2 separate regions of the Ovis aries genome follow, and region 1 is linked to region 2. A link is a contact called in public Hi-C data. All regions are on one chromosome and are shown on one strand. Each heading gives the region's core, a stretch centred on a gene start, on an enhancer-like site or on the middle of the called end of the contact. The rest is flanking DNA. Distances are from core to core; before and after follow the strand shown. Region 1 holds the start of MEIS1 (Meis homeobox 1). Region 2 has its middle 110 kb from the start of TRNAS-GGA.

What was found. Hi-C and Micro-C count contacts between places; a contact is called where the count stands out from the background.
Region 1: a contact with region 2 is called in a Hi-C map of tail adipose tissue, with 7 times the contacts expected there. The contact joins the promoter of MEIS1 here to the enhancer-like site in region 2. A contact is called at or near these places in 3 of 16 Hi-C or Micro-C datasets (hypothalamus, muscle and tail adipose tissue).

Annotation. Positions count from the first base shown.
Region 1 is chr3:41,932,941-41,938,414 of ARS-UI_Ramb_v3.0, forward strand. MEIS1 (Meis homeobox 1) reads right to left here and starts at 3,102. Exons shown (of 11, transcript XM_060413859.1): 1 at 2,419-3,102; 2 at 338-564. The coding sequence starts at 2,430.
Region 2 is chr3:40,435,097-40,440,041 of ARS-UI_Ramb_v3.0, forward strand. No RefSeq gene overlaps it. Among named protein-coding and RNA genes, the nearest start is that of TRNAS-GGA, 110 kb to the left of the region's middle. Within about 2 kb of position 3,010, at least 17 of the 54 cell types and tissues checked have an H3K27ac peak or open chromatin away from gene starts, as enhancers often do. A contact at or near this core is called in hypothalamus and tail adipose tissue, where this site is marked.

The sequences.
Region 1 (5,474 bases), core at 1,852-4,351, 1.5 Mb after region 2:
AAGTGAGGACTCCAACCCGCTGAACTACGGAGCCGGAGTCTGCGGGGGGTGGTGGGAGGCCGAGGGACCTTTGGCAACTTCCGCACGGCGACCCCTCCGCGGGCATGGCCTCGGAGGAGCTGGACACTGGACCCGCCCGGAGCCTGAGCGGAGACGGGGGCGGGGGGCGTCTGGGCTGGCCGCCTCCCCCAATCTCCATGCAAAGAGAATGAAAAGTCACCGAATAATGTACCTCCAAATCCAGAGAGCTCTGACTTTCCTCCTATCGAGGGCAAAGGGAAATGGGGAAAGAAAGCCTCGCCTCGAAACTGCTGAACCTGCTGCCCGTCGTACCTACCCATAAATGGCATCTTTATCTCTCTTTAAAGCGTCATTGACCGAGGAACCCATGCTGGGAGCCATGGCGTTGGTGTGGGCTGTGTGCGGATACTGATGCGAGTGCAGAGGAGGCCCGTGGTTCAGGTGGTGGACGGGCTGCATGGACCTGGCCGCATGCGGGTCCCCATACATCGTGGAGGGAATGCCTACTCCATCCATGCCCCCGTAATGGGGAAGATCGTCGTACTGCATGACAAACGGGAGAGAAACAAGATTCAGAAGGCCAGGCAGGCACATAGGGCAGACAGCAGGGCACGGAGCTTATACAACGTCAGTCCAGCTGGATCCTTAACCCCGAATTCGGGGGCCTGGCCTCTCTGTAATGGAGATTTCTCATTAAAAAAAAAATTTTTTTTAAGGTAAAAATTCTAGGATTCTCAGTGAGACTCGGCTAGATGGAATGGTCTTGCCCTAACTTGTGTCCCTATCAACTAGTCAGAAATTCAGGATCCTTTGGCAAGGAAGGAAGGAAGAAAGAAGGAAGAAAGGGAGGCATTCTCCCGGAGGGCGGAAGGTAAATTGTGCATGTCTCTAGAGGAGGAAATTCAAAATCACAATAATAAAACGTGCCAGGACAGTGCAACAAACCTGCCTAGTTTCACAGCCCCTTCCCATCAGGGAGAATTAAAAAAAAAAAAAGTTACGATGAGAACAGCTAAGCCAAGCACGTGAATTCAGACAGGCTTCTCATTTTATTTCCCTGCCAGCGTGGGGTTAGGCAGTCCTGCAAGACACTGCATTTCCTTTGCTCTCCAAGACAAACTCTGCAAAATCATACAAAACTAACTGCCCCCTTTATAAATGAAACTCAGAGAAGGGTAACTTCTCTTGGACATTAGGGCTGAATTTAGAATTAGCCAATATTACCCCCGAGTTAAAAGAAAATGTATAGTTGGAGCAGTTACACTACATTTTTTCTACTGCTATGAACTTTCTCCCTAAACTAGAAGGCAGTGAGGTAGATGTTAGTCATCAGGTTTAAAGCAAATTTAAAAGTAAATGCACATTCATTCTACCACCCCCCCATCTTCCTTCTCCAGAAAAACTACTTTCATATTGTCATTATTTTTGTGTGCAAAATTTAGCTATTGAGGTTTTTCTCATTGCTTCATTTCAGGCAAGTTCTTTTCCCAAGATTTGGAGGCACCGAGAGTGAAATGATTTTCAAAGAGGAATTGCCACTTTCATCTCCTTAAAGCCAGAGGTGTGAAAAGAGTTTGGAAGAACGCTGACATTTGCCTGAACCAAAGGAGTAAAGAAAAAATGTGTCAGCCTAGTAACTTTCTTTTGCAAACAGCGCTTTGAGGGCCAGGGCACAATTTATGCAAGGAAGGCTTTTTGTAGATCCCCTTTCTTTAAAGAAACTACCTCTGTTGGGTTGTCATTGTCTCACTTTACTCTCACTACATTTCCATTCAAATAGGAATATTGGGGAAATTAGTATTGCATTTTTAAAGTGAATAGTTGTGTGCTTAGTATCCAATTAGTGTAGGGCTTTGCTAAGAAAAACTTACAAAATATTACCTTGTATAAAAAGTCACGTACATTAAAATTACTTTAAAAAGATGAATGCTTTCCGACCCCCCCCAAAACTGTTGTACTATGACAGTTATTTGCTTAAAAATGCTAAACCCTTCCAGTGATATTAAAGAGCATAATCAATAACATATCAGAAGTTTCTCACTGCTTATTTTAGTTTAAAAATAGCTTTAAACTTCTGCTCCTTGAATGTTCAGGCTATATAACATCAAGTATCCAGCGCTTTTTGATTTTTAAACAGATGATTGTCCGAGCTTGTATTTTTATTTATATAGCTGCTGGTTAGGAACCTATAGGAAACTTGATTACTTGAATTAACAATTACATGTAACATGCATAAGTCTACAAATGCATTGACTAAATCCTCTTGCTTTAGGCCACGGCTTTAGGAGCCTCATTCAAAAAAAGACAGAGAAAAAAGGAAACTTTTTAGCAGTGTCTTTCAGCCACGTTTCAATTTAATCTCACATTTGAGTTCCACAATTGTTTTTTAATACGTACCCTTTGCGCCATCGGCCTCCCTGGCTCCCTTCCTACTTCAACTTCTAATATATCCTCTTTAAGGCCAGTGTGAAAAGAAACAAATACGTAAACTCCCCCGGAAAAAAAAAAAAAAAAAAGCACGACGAAAAATCCCTTAACGTCTCCAGCAACGTGAGCTACTGGTCCCAGATCTTCGGTCTACGGGACCTGAAGCAAAGCGCCCGAGTCACTGAGCATAAAAGCGCTCCGTTTCCAAGACAGCAGCAGGGGCAAGGAAAAAAAAAAAAAAAAAGCAGATCTTCTCTCCCCAAAAAATCAGTTAAAAAAAAAAAAAAGCGCGCCCCTCAGACCCAACTACCAAATCTCATGGCTTTCTGCCACTCCGGCTGTCAATCACAGGCGAGGTTGTCAACGTGGTGAATGAATGATCATCCGCTCTGTCTTCTTCTGGTCAGAACACCTCAAATGTGAATATTCAAATGCACAAAGCCCTAGCGTTCGCTTCCCTTGAATCAGTCCTAATTCCTAATCAGTTTCTCTCTTCTCTCGCTCGCTCTCTCTTTCTCTCTCTCTCTCTCTCCGTCTTTGCAACTGCTGCACTGGAGGGAGATTAGAGGAGGAGGTTTAAAAAAAATGTCTGTCTGAGTTTGTCTTAAAGGAGCCACGATCGATGCTGCCCGCTTGCAGTCCCCGTGCGTGTGTAAAGTGTGTGTTGCACAGGCGGAGAGGTGGATTCCGACCAGAATGCTAGAACCCGGAAGTAGTGGTGGCCATAACAGGTCGCGTCTTACACAATGCATTGGGCTGCAGCAAGTAGACTCCTCGGCAGGGGTGGGTGCGCGAAGCGAGCTCTGGCCGCACTGGAGAGGCAGAAAGGCGCTCCATTAAATCGCACGCCCAGGCACAAACACCCACACACCCAGGGCACACGCGCACAAGCGCAGGCAGAAGCCCCCCGCCGCCGGTTTTATTTTCCGTATTCTTTTCTCTCCCTCCCCCTCCAGACTCTCTCCCCAAAGCTCTCTTGAAATAAACCGGGAATAAACGCGGGACAAACCGCAGCGGGAGTGTTTTTTGCACAGGGTTCGGCGGATAGACTTCCTGACTTTCCTCGAAATTATTGGGGTCTGACTGTGTTTTTCGGGTCGGAGGGGGGGGGGGCTGATGCAGAAAGTAGTGGATTCTTAGAACCAATACTCCACGTATAAAAGTCAAACCGAGAGCGAAGAGGAAGAGGAGAGCAGGAGCAAGGCTGCGAAAGGGTCTGCTTAGGAGTTCTGAGAACGTGGGGTGGGGATGGCTGGGGCTTTCTGCAGATCTAGCTTAAGAGTTTTTTGTTTTGTTTTGTTTTGTTTTTGCTGTCAGAGGTGGACACTCGCCCCGAGAAAGCAAATGCTTGTCTTTTCTCATTCTGGGGGTCTGAACCTCCCCATCTCCTAGTCCCGGAGGCCCCAGCCCCAGCCCCGGCGTCCTGCGCGAAGTGAGAGAGGAAGGGAGGGAACAATGAGCCGAGAGCCGGGAATGTGCCCCCAGCGCCTGTTTACAAACACGAAGCTATTTATGATCGCTGGAAAGCGAAACCCGACTCGGGCTCGGAGCAGCCCAGACCTCGCGGATGGAGCCCGGGTCAGGAGCCGCGGGGAGTGAAGCTCTTTCTCCGACCGGCTCCCGAAGAGACGGCCGTGCGCCCAGGGCGCGGCGCGGCGCGGCGGGGTCGGCGCGCTCGGCTAGGGCTACAGCCGCGCCGCCTTTGTCTTCGAGGCGCCGAGGGGCTCCGGCCTCCGCCGTGCTCTTTCCGCGGCGACGCCCCGCGCTCTTCTTCCCGGACCTTCTTACCCTTACTCCGCTTTTCAGTCCCCAGTCCGGCGCAGGGAAAAAACTCCCAGTGCCAAAGAAAAAGAAATTCACTTCAGGGGTTGAAATTTCAGACAAAAAGCTGCCCCTACCCACAACTCGGAGGCCCCAACCAGCCACTAGTGTGAACTTTCTCCTTTTAAATACCTATTCTCCAGTTTAAACAAGAAAATTCCTTTTCTTTATTCTCCCACTCTAAACCTGTCTTTTATTATTGTATTTAGTGGTGCCATTTTCATTTTTCTGCCCGCCCGGCTCTGATATGCCGAGATGGCTCAGTCGTAGCCGCTCGACCAGCGGGCTGGAAACCTCACATCCCGGAGCAGGGCTCGCAGCTCGCTCGGCTCGGAGCAGGATTTTTTTTTTTCCTCCCTCGACAGAAACCTCGCAGAAAACTCCCCCTGCGGTCGACTGGAAAATGAGCTCACCCAAATCTCGGTAGGCAGCCGGGAGGAGGGCTCGACCAATCAGAAGGCGCCCTTGCCAAGGCTGCCGCGCATTGGCTGCGGGGAAAATCAATTATCAAATAATCGATCAGCAGGGAGCTTCGATCTGCCGGGAATGCAAACTGCCAGTCCCGATTCCCGCCCTGATGGTGGCCAAAAGGCTGACTCTCCCAAAGCAGCCGGCCCCTTGCTTGCTTCGCCCCTACCTTCTTCCCACACGGCCAGCTGCGGACCAACCCTCACCCCGAAGCGGGGGAGGTGTAAGTAGGGAGAAGAGTTTTGAGAAAGATTAGGGCTCGCATCCTCAGAGACTGGAAAAGATCAGGAGTTCTAACATGTAAGAAGACAACTCTAAACGCGCAAACTAAAAGAGAATTCTCATCAGTCCAAGAGACAAAACTCAAGTTTCTGTTTAAGTGGGCTTTGGAGGAGCAGGGGACCCAGGGCGAACATCAGAACATAGATCTGGAATCAGGTTGCACTGAGCGCACGTACCTCCCTTCCCTAAGCGACGAGTATTGCCTCTTTTACTACTTCTCCTGAGTCAACGCCCGGTTCCCTCCAAGAGTAGAGTTTTCATAAAGTCGAGCATCTCAGCTTTCCCAGCCTCGCGCACATCATCCCCTCCCCAACTCCGAACTCGCCCCAAGTGTGTCCGAAGGACAGACAAGTTCTCCCAAGGCGGATGCGTTTTGCCTTGAAAGCGTTCTCTTTTAACTACTCATCCTAGGATCCCTCATCATTTGCATCTCTTTCTTCTTCTTCCTTACCACC
Region 2 (4,945 bases), core at 1,760-4,259:
AGATTTTATGTGAGCACTCAGCCTCCCTTGCAGCTAGAAGTTAGCAATTAGATTAAGAAGTTGTTGGAGACTTCCCGGGAGGTCCAGTGGTTGGGACTTCGCCTTCCAATGCAGGGAGTGCAGGTTTGACACCAGCTCAGGGAGTTAAGATCCCACATACCTCACAGCCAAAAATCCAAAACAGAAAACAGAAGCAGTATTGCAACAAATTCAATAAAGACTTTAAAAATGGTCCATACCAAAAATGAAAATCCTAAAAAATGTTATTCCCTGAGACTTTCAGGGAAGCTCCTTGAGAAGGGAAAAACAGCTGATACATATCTCATCTTCGTTTTTTTCTTTCCTCCCCCTTCATTTTTCCCACTCCATGTTTGGATATGAATGTGACCACTGGAGCCTCTCCAAAGCCATCTTTGATCATAGGGCAACCTTGAAGATGGGAACTGCATCTTAAGATGATGGAGCCTAAACCCAGAGGGAGCCTTACACCACAGCCCTGCCATGCAATCCCAGACGGTTTTGTTCTTGACTTCTTTCACATGAGTAGGAAGTGAATTTATTTAATCACTACTGCTTCCAGACTCTGCTACTAGCAGCCAGTGTCATTCCTAACTGATACATGTGCGTTCCCCCCAGTGAGTAGTGCCCTTGTTTCTTTGCTGCTAGCTCCTGGAAACACTGTCTGTCAGTCCATGCTGATTCACAAGCCCCTACAAGAGCAAAGTTGGACCCAGCTTCTGCTAATGAGCAGAGGAGTTGCTTGTGAACACAATGCTGGGATTATAAAGTGCTGGCAGCCGCGCCAGAATAGGAAGGTCAGATGGAAAATCATGCCAGTAAATATTTTCAGTGAATATCCTGTCCCCTTCTAGTGCCCTCCAAATACCATAGCCCAGACGCCCAGTTCAGGTGGTAGGACTGCAGCCTCTCTTCCCCAGAGTCATCATTTCTGTCTGTGGGAGAATGATGAGGGTCTTGGGTACCACTCCAAATTTTTCTCTGTGTAGCTAGCTATTCCACAGAAGCCTATATTTGTTCTGACTTGTAACTGAAATCCTTGTTTGTCTGAATTTCTTTTCCTTGGCAACTTCATCTGTAATCTCAAAGATGGTAGCTGCAATTCACTTAGCTAATCTCACCCACGTTTGGCTCAGTGACACTGCGCTGGCAAGGTTCGGAAGACTAGGGGATACGGCCTCGGTCCACTCGCTATAGCAGTGTCCTCTTGACTGTTTACTAGGGGCTCTGTAGTGCTCTTTCCACTTTGACTTTGTTTCAAGGAAAAATTTCAGGGAACGATTTCAGAAAGATTTCTATAATTCCTAAATTGCTGTCTCATCACTGAGGTAGTTAAACTTCCAGTGGGATCTTGGCACATTCCTGAGACTAAAATAACCTAGAACAAATCTAAGGCAGTAGACCTGGTAAGGCCAAATATTCTCTTCTGGTTTTCCTTTTATGTGTGGTTTGGTAACCGTGGGCCAAATCTGAGTGCATTTATCAAAGGCAGCTGCTGGTATCATTGAAATCGAACTCATAAATTAGGGCAACAGCATTGCCCACTGTAAGTGACTTTTGAGTAGTTTCATATAAACGTGATGGTGAGTTTGGTCCAACCTTATTTAGGATCACATATTACTCACATAATCACATATACTTCACATATCCCAAATATTGCTTACATGTAGGATTGATTAGGTGGGTGAGGTTGCCAGTTATGGGGGGGGTATTAAACAAATATTTGCTGTCTAATGATTTGAAAACAGTTTTGCAAGACTGTTATGGTAGAAGAAATTTCTTCCTCTTGGAATAATTTATAGTTAAATACACATAAATTATGGCCAGAAGAAGGAAGGAGTTTGTATAGAGACAATATATCCTTACTTTTGAAAACTTTTCTCACTATATATGAATTTAACCCAAACTGAAGACTTTACTTTCCTTTTGTTGAGACTTTAAATATAACAAACTTAAAATTGCAGGGTAGCAAGTAGTAGGAGATTCAGGGTCTCTGGGTTGAATAAATGTACTCAAGAAAAAAAAATCAGCTCACCCAGCACAGACTGCTAATTTCATAGAGTCAAAATTTATTATTATTTTATAAGCCTGAAGTAATTCTATAATATGCCACAATAGAAATACAGTGTAATGCATAAGATGTGTATTTAATTTAAAATTTTTTAGTAGCCACATTATAAAATATGAAAAGAAATAGGTGAAATTAATAGATCTTGTTTAACCCAGTATAATCCACATATTATCATTTCAGCAGGTGATGAGTGTAGGAAATTGCCAAGATATGTGACATTGTTTTGCAGCCTATCTCAGTTTAAGCTGGCCATATTTAAGTGAACAGTAGCCACATGTGACTGGTGGCCTCTGTTTTAGCAGAATGGGCCTAAAGCAGGGTGGTTGTGTCAGATTTACACAGTTCCCTTCCCAGCTAAACAGACCTGTGCCTAAAGAACTGATTTTTTCTTTTTTTACCATATGTAAAATAGATGGTCAGTGGGAATTTGCTGTTTGACACAGGGATCTCAAACCTGGTGCTCTGTGACAACCTAGAGGGGTGGGATGGAGTGGGAGGTGGGAGGGAGGTTTAAGAGGGAGGTTCAAGAGGGAGGGGACATATGTATACCTAAGGCTGATTCATGTTGATGTATGGCAGAAACCAACCCAATATTATAAAGCGATTATCCTCCAATTAAAAAAAAAAGAATTGGTGTTTTGATCCTGAGTTTTCACCCTCATACACTTACATTTCTGCTCAGAGAGCTAACATCTCTTAAGACATTCCAGGAATGCAAATGGTCAGCTTAAAAGAAGACCCTCAGGGCTGCTGGAGAACCAGGCCTTTTGAACAGAAGGGGAAATATTCCTAAATTAGGCAGGCTCTAGATTTCACTTTTCCTGGAAGGAAGTTTTTACCCCCTCCAAACAGGAAGGTGCAAGGTGTTCACTTTTTCACCTGTAGGGGGAGCTCTTGTCACTTCACTCGCTGAAATTCCAACTCTGGTTCTCAGACGCCAGCAGCTCGGAGTTCTTTCACCTGGGTCTGCGGAGAGTTTGTTTTTGGCTCCAAATCAGTAGTGCTTTCGCAATCTCCACACGTTACGGCTGCTGAAATGCTAGGACACCAGCCGGGTGGCGGCTTGAGTCTTGTGATTCCCAGGCAGTCCGGCGAAATGATAAACAAAAGTCTTTTGTGCAATATTAATAAGCTTTAAGCACTCCCCAGCCGAGCCCCTTGTCATCCAAGTAAGTCATGTGTATCAAAAGCCCTTATATGTGAAAGTTTGTTTTCATATCTGGCCAGCGTTGAATGGGAGCCCCCTTTGCCATGTTGTAAAACAAACATTTGTTTATTTTGTGAACAGTGCTGGCAGTATGATACAGGAACCGGGCCTGAATGCAGGGACCCCTTTCCAAGGAGGCGCCTTTGAAAAACCTTTCTGCTGCTCCATTCCGACTGTCAACTGATCTTGAGTTCTGTTTACATTAAGACAATAACAGTGTTTCCTAAATAAATAAGTCAGGGGCACCCATGAGCCTTAATAAAACCCTATAAATGGGTTGAGGACTGGGGGGAGGGGGAGTTTTTGTGCAGTGCAGAAACAATGGCTAGTTCATCTTACAGTTTTCTGAGGCCTGTGTTTTTAAGATAGAAGGGGGCCTTTGTGTTAATTGCACTGATAAAATTCTCCTGATAGAGCATCCCCTGGAAAGCTGGGACAAAAGATGTGACATTTCGCCCCGTGTGAATGCCACACTGCCAGACATTTTCTAAAGCAGAGACATCCAGTAGATCTGCTAACCTCTCCTGGTGTGCAGAGAAAATAAATAAAAACTGTAAAACTAAACCATCTGCCGCTGGGGGTGTCTGGCTTTTTTCTTGGTTGGTTTGGAGCTTCCAGAAATCCGTTTTGGTTTCTGACTTGTCAAGTCGTCTTCAGGCACAACAGAAGAAAAGGCAGGCTCCTACCATAGAGGGGGTCATGCTCACCGAGAGTTGGGGTGTTGGTGGATTTCCTAGGGGAGCAGAAATTTCAGCTCATTACTAGAAATTACATTTCTGAGCAAAAGACCGCATTCTAGGTGAGGACTAGAGGCTGAAGATGGGAAATAAATAGGGCTCGCTGAATGTAACTTAAAAAAGTATATTATATATATAGCACAAATGAACTTACCTAGAAACAGAAGCAGACCCACAGACACAGAGAATAGGCTTGTGGTTGCCAGAGGGAAGGGGAGCTGGGGGAGGGATGGATTGGAAGTTTGGGGTTAGCAGATGCAAACTATTATACCTAGATTGGATAAACAACAAGGTCCTACTGTATAGCACAGGGAACTGTATTCAATATTCTGTGAGAAATCATAATGAAAAAGAATAGAAAAAATTATATATCTGTATAACTGTACTGTATATATGTAATCACTTTGCTGTACAGCAGAAACTTAACACAATATTGTAAATCAACTAGGTGTGTGAAGTTACTTCAGCTGAGTCCAACTCTTTGCAGGCCTATGGACTGTAGCCCGCTAGGCTCCTTGGTCCATGGAATTCTCTGGGCAAGAATACTGGAGTGGGTTACCATGCTCTTCTCCAGGGGATCTTCTCGACCCAGGGATGGAACCTGCATCTCTTGTGTCTTCTGCATTGGCAGGTGGATTCTTTACCATTAGCACCAACTTTAATATAAGAAATTAAAAAAATATATTTTGTAAATACTATAGTGCCATCATATAAATTCTCTAAAATAGACTTTCTCTTATAAGTATTTTCAGTTATAAGGATTCCTTATTTGCTGTGTTCTATGGAAACATATTTTAATATGAGTTAATCCTAATATTCATATAAGTTGATTATTTGCTTTTGGGGGGTTGGCATCCTTTCATATGCACTTTTCCAAGTTATCACCTCATCTTTATATTCACCGCTTTCTGT